Linked DNA regions of Capsicum annuum: region 2 is linked to region 1. A link is a contact called in public Hi-C data. All regions are on one chromosome and are shown on one strand. The core of a region is the stretch at or near the end of the contact, and the rest is flanking DNA. Distances in the headings are between cores, read along the strand shown.

Region 1 (2,867 bases), core at 274-2,773:
ACGCTGTAATATTTTAAAAAAAATATCTTTAAAGTAATGCTTTTAGTTGACAAAATCATGTTTGTACCAAACACACTCAAAAAGAGAATAAGTATTATTAAAAAATTATAAATGCTCTGAAAATGAGACTGTAACTGCAAAGTTGCACGAATTTTACTAAAATGTAAAAAAATAAATATACACTCTATCCGTTTCATTTTATTTTACATTTGTTGATTGTACTCCTATTAATAAAAAACTATTAAATAGGAGTTTGCTTATTTATATCGATAATTATGATTTGAAAGTATATGATTGACAACTATTATGTTGTATAGTTTTTTTTTTGTTTCCCATCCGGTGTTCGGTGTCCGCATTGGAGCCTCGACTAAGCCGGATCGCGCATTGCAGGATCCATTAAGGTGGCAACGCTCCCGACATAGTTTTCTCCATACCCAGGGTCGAACCCTCAACCTTTAGTTAAGGGTGGAGCAGCCCCATCCAATGCACCACAACTCATGTTGGTATTATGTTGTATAATTACTTAGTGATAAGAGTAATATTGAAAGAAAATAATAAATTTTTCTTTATTTGCTAAAATAATAAGAAAAAAAAAATTAGTACAAGGATCAAGCAAAATGAAAAAAAAAAAAGAGAGAGAAAAGGATATTCTCTCAATTCGTTTTTACTTGTTCCTTTAACTTAAAAATTTAATATATTAAAGGTAAAGTATGTAAAATTATCCTTATAAATTATGTTTTAAAAATTTAAATTTAGCTATTCATACTTTACTTAATTACTTGATGATAATAATAATAATGTGAAAAAGTTATAAGTCTTTCGTGATTTACTAAAATAAATAAGCAAGAAAAGTATTTAATTTTTAATATAAGAAATAAGTAAAAAAGAACAAGTAATCTAATAAAAAAAATAAGAAGAGATTTAAAAAAAAAAACAAAAAGAGTACAAAAAAAATTACAAAGTCTCAAATAAAAATATCATAAAATGACAAATGAGGACAAATGTAACATATATAAAAAGTAAGTAAACATGTGTAGCTTTTTAATTGCATTAAAATGTTTGTGAGGAGTACCAAATGAGAGATCCTCCTTATATATAGTAGTAATATATATATATTTTAAAAAAATATTTTAGTTATTAATTAATAATTTATAATATTTTTTATTAATTCTTTAAATATATAAATTTTATTTTAAAAAAATTGGAAGGATTGTATGTCCGAATTTACAATCAGTTTGAATCTCAAAATATTAAATATGTCACAAAAATTGAGAAGGGAGAATAGTAATCGTTCGAATGTGTTTTCTTTTAAATTGGGATAGTGAAAGGGAAATGGTTGAGGAAATTATAAGGTGATAAATAATGTTTTTTTCTTCTATATATTTTGTTTTGTATTGATCCTTTTTAAAGAAATTTGGACTAATTCTCCATTTCTGCATCTTTTCTTTATCTGGGTTGCATTTGGGTGGGCCCTTTTTTTTTTTTTTTTGACTATTTATTTGATACGCAGATGTGACATGCCAAGATCGTGATGGTTGTGGTAGCGACCACACTGCACTAATAGCAGGTATTGTATAACTGGGGCACACGATCTTTAGTCTAACTGCTTGCGATTTCAAAAATTTCATGTAAATTTGATCATATCACTATGTTTTCTTCTAAGTTGCTCGAACTGTTTACTTTCTGTGCTGCACGTATATTGACACGACCTGGATTTGATGAATCAAATTTGGGTACTTTGCCCAAAATGGACGGAGAAATTTGGGACAGATAGAATGATTTTTATAATCAAAATAAAAGTAGAGGTGAAACTAAATAAATTGGAATAGCTTGTGTATAGAAATGTCTATGATAGTCGTTTTTCTTTTATCTCCTTAGGAGATTTACTTTTGATCAATGTTTTATCCTTGGAATAACTTGTAGGTTTTCAACAGAATGACTCGTAATTTGGACTAACTCTATTTTTAGATATTTTAATCATTTTAGCTGAATCTCTTGACTGCACCCGTATGCTTATCTGGATCTATATCCTAGAATCTTAAAATTTAGATCATCGAACCCGACCTCTAGATCGCACCCACATCAGACATCTACACTTGAGTCCGAGCAACTTAGGTTCTTACTCTATTTTGAGATTTCAAGGAGCTTATGATAATTGGAATTATCTAGTTATTAACATTGTTGGTCAATATTGTTTTTGGTGTTAAAAGAGTTGCCAAAAGATACTTGAATGTTTCTTGGATTTGCAGGTTTGACATCAGGTTTGGGTGTGGCAGTGATTGCTGCTGTAATTGGGATTTTTGTGTACAGACGTCACAAGCGAATTAAGGATGCACAAGATCGACTAGCTCGTGAACGGGAAGATATTCTTTGCTCAGGTGGTGTAAGATCTGCGAAGCTGTTTACAGGCAAAGAAATCAAGAAAGCAACGCACAATTTCTCTAGGGACCGCCTTCTTGGTGCTGGGGGTTATGGTGAAGTTTACTTTGGTATACTTGATGATGGTACCGAGGTTGCTGTTAAGTGTGCCAAGCTAGGGAATACTAAAGGCACTGATCAAGTTCTCAATGAGGTGAGAATACTCTGTCAGGTTAACCACAAGAGCCTCGTACGCATTCTAGGTTGTTGTGTTGAGCTTGAACAACCATTGCTTGTTTATGAGTATATCCCTAATGGAACGCTTAGTGATCATTTGCATTTGCAACGCAAACTTCTAACATGGGATCGCCGGCTCAGCATTGCCCATGCAACTGCAGAGGGACTTGCTTACTTGCATTTCTCTGCAGTTCCTCCCATTTACCATCGAGATGTCAAGTCTAGTAACATTTTGCTCGATGAGAAATTGAATGCTAAGGTCGCAGACTTTG
Region 2 (2,867 bases), core at 268-2,767, 99 kb after region 1:
CTTTCCACCTAGTGAAAGTAGGTCCAGTTGAACAAAGCAACATTACATGATCACAAGGCATAAAAGTTGGCTTGTTATTCATTTTTAGCTTATTTACCTAAAGTGATCTTTTTGCGATAATCGAAGCAAAGTAAATTAATTTTAATAATGAATAAAAATATTTTTTATGTATTAACGAATACAAAGTTGAATAATCATCCAAAAAATTTCGTCATAAGTCATATATTATGGTTGTCAGAGCCTTATAGGAGATTCGGTTAGTAGTTTGATAGGTCAAAATGCGGTCTTTTTATTAGTTTATTATTTGTAGGGTCCATGTTCATCTAACATAAAAGATAATTTATTTTGTCAAATCTAAGTTAGAAAAGAAAAGTAGTTTTGAAGATTTTATTGACAGAAAATTTAGTATTTGACCATGTATTTAGTTGAAACTTGAAAAAAAAAAGAAGAATATTTGAAGTACGTTTTGAAAAATAGTTTTTGAAACTTAAAATTGTGTTTATTGGACAATACTTAAAATTTCATGAATGAAAGAGAAATTTCATCCAAAATTAGTCTGAGCTAATTTTTGTAACAGATCAACTTTCAATAATAAATAATATTTCAACTTTTTTAAAAAAAGAAATCTACTCTTAAAATTTATGATCATACGAAAAGTAAGATTTTTTGTAATTGATCAATTTTCAATAACAAATAATATTGTTTTTTAAAAATAATCTACTCATAAAATTTATCATCAAACAAAAATTAAGTTAGGACAACTTACCAGTTATTGCAGATACTTGTGGTTTGATCAGAAGCTACAGCCATTATTCCCCTCAAAAAGGAAAAATCTCTAAGAGAATAACAAAGTAAAAGGTTAATTAAAATTCAATAATCGACAAGAAAGATTATAGGGTAACTAATTAAATTGGTTCGATTCAATCTACTATAAACACATCCAGCTCTATTTGAATTTGTCGATTTCCAATTAAAATTTCAGATAAATCTACTTCAGAATTGAAGTGTTTGATTAAATTAAAAAAACAACGTAAAATTCTGCTACAATCAAACGAACCTGAAACACAAAAAGACTAGACAATATTTGAAAGATTTTTTTCTCATTAGCTGCACGATGTAATTATATTTGTATAAAAAGACATAAAAAACCTAAACCCTAAACATAACCTATTAGGATTCCAATTACCCATATTTGTCACAATATACATTTACCAAATATATAATTAGCTTATTTACATTCATATTTAATAACACTTGGTGCATTCTTCGTAAAGATATTAGCAACTCCGCATAAGTAACATGAGGGAGTTGCTCGGATTATAAGCACTCCTCACTTCCAATTCGAGATATACTACAACTAAGCACAACTCATCTCGCACATAGTGAATCTATTTCAGTACGTTTGTTTTGTTGATTATATAAGAAAAAAAGAATTCCAACCAATATACAATACCCCTAAACTCTCACAATATACATTTACCGGACACTCTATGACCCACCCCCAAACTATGCTTCAACCATCTCAATTCACAGACAGTCATCGCCATCGATATGTATTTCGCCTCGGCCGAAGTGTTCAACAAGGCAATTACATAACTTTGATAAATAAAAGGTACAAATTGATTACATACAACAGTATCTGTTCATGTATTAGCGGAACTCGTCTTTGATTGCATGGTTACATTCTGAACTCTAGGATGCGGACATGGTTATATTAACTTCTCAGACAAAACCTAAGAGTTGATGGATTAAAGTAAAGATGCTAGTGCACTGGACTTTCTTCAGCTTTCCTCTGGAAAATAAGTGAGCCAAACAAAACAGCAATGCCCGTTATTGCAATTGTAAATAGAAGCCGCTTCCTGGAAACGTCATGTGGCTGTCTTCTGGCCGGAGCACCAAGATCTCTCTCAGCTGGAATAGTGTTCCTTCAAAGATCACCAGAAACACGACGAAAAAAGTAAAGACCAGGGAACTTGTCATACAACACAAGATATAGCAGCACAATACAGTTGCAGAGAGTTTAGTACATGGCTTAGAAGTGCATTCACTTTATTGGATGAGACATGATGGAAACAATACCAGACGATGGTTCAGATGGCAAGTTTTATAGGGAAAGACATGTGTAAGCAATATGAACAACCACATGCACGTATCTGGGAGCACCTTGAGTTCATTAACTTCCACAAAGACGGTAAAATCACACACCTTTTCACCTATTATTTTAAAAAAAAAAAACGTAGGGCATTGTGTGAGCTAACAATTGTTACAACAACAACAATGGTGTTGTCCCACAAAGTGGGGTTTGGAGAGGCTAGAGTGCACGCAGACCTTGCCCTTACGCTAGGGGTAGAGAGGTTGTTTCTGATATACACTCCCCGCTCAAGGAAAAACAAATCAAAGCAATCTAGAAAAAAAGTAACGGATGCGAAAGCATGACGAATGGTAACTATAACAAACTAATACGCTACTCAAGATACATGAAACAACAGGTAGTAACAAGATTAAAAAAAATCAAGAACAAGAAACTACAAGAATAATACTATAGCTAGTAGTAGGGAAGGATTAACTATTAAAAGCTCTGCTACCTACTAATCTACTACACTAATCTATATCCTGCACAACCTCCTATCTAAGGTCATGTTCTCAGTTAGCTAAAATTGTGTCATGTCTTGTCTAATCACCACTCCTTGACACTTCTTCAACCTACCTCTACCTCTCCTGAAACCATCTATTGCCAACCTCTCACATCTATGCGTTGAGGCATTCGTACATCTCTTCTTCACATGGTGAAACCATCTCAGTCTTGCTTCCGGCATCTTGTCCTCCACCGAAGTCACTCCCACATTGATTCAAATATCCTCATTTCT

The links. Hi-C and Micro-C count contacts between places; a contact is called where the count stands out from the background.
Region 2: a contact with region 1 is called in a Hi-C map of leaf, with 2.3 times the contacts expected there. The contact joins the promoter of LOC107851275 here to the enhancer-like site in region 1. A contact is called at or near these places in 2 of 5 Hi-C or Micro-C datasets (leaf and placenta).

Annotation. Positions count from the first base shown.
Region 1 is chr12:207,871,433-207,874,299 of UCD10Xv1.1, forward strand. It overlaps LOC107850566 (wall-associated receptor kinase-like 20), which reads left to right. Exons shown (of 3, transcript XM_016695179.2): 2 at 1,511-1,567; 3 at 2,250-2,867. Among protein-coding and RNA genes, the nearest start is that of LOC107850565, 9.0 kb to the right of the region's middle. Within about 2 kb of position 1,524, at least 2 of the 5 cell types and tissues checked have an H3K27ac peak or open chromatin away from gene starts, as enhancers often do. A contact at or near this core is called in leaf, where this site is marked.
Region 2 is chr12:207,970,824-207,973,690 of UCD10Xv1.1, forward strand. LOC107851275 (XIAP-associated factor 1) reads right to left here and starts at 1,518. Exons shown (of 8, transcript XM_047400961.1): 1 at 767-1,518. The coding sequence starts at 810. It overlaps LOC107851274 (XIAP-associated factor 1), which reads right to left. Exons shown (of 6, transcript XM_016696227.2): 6 at 1,527-1,925. The coding sequence ends at 1,763.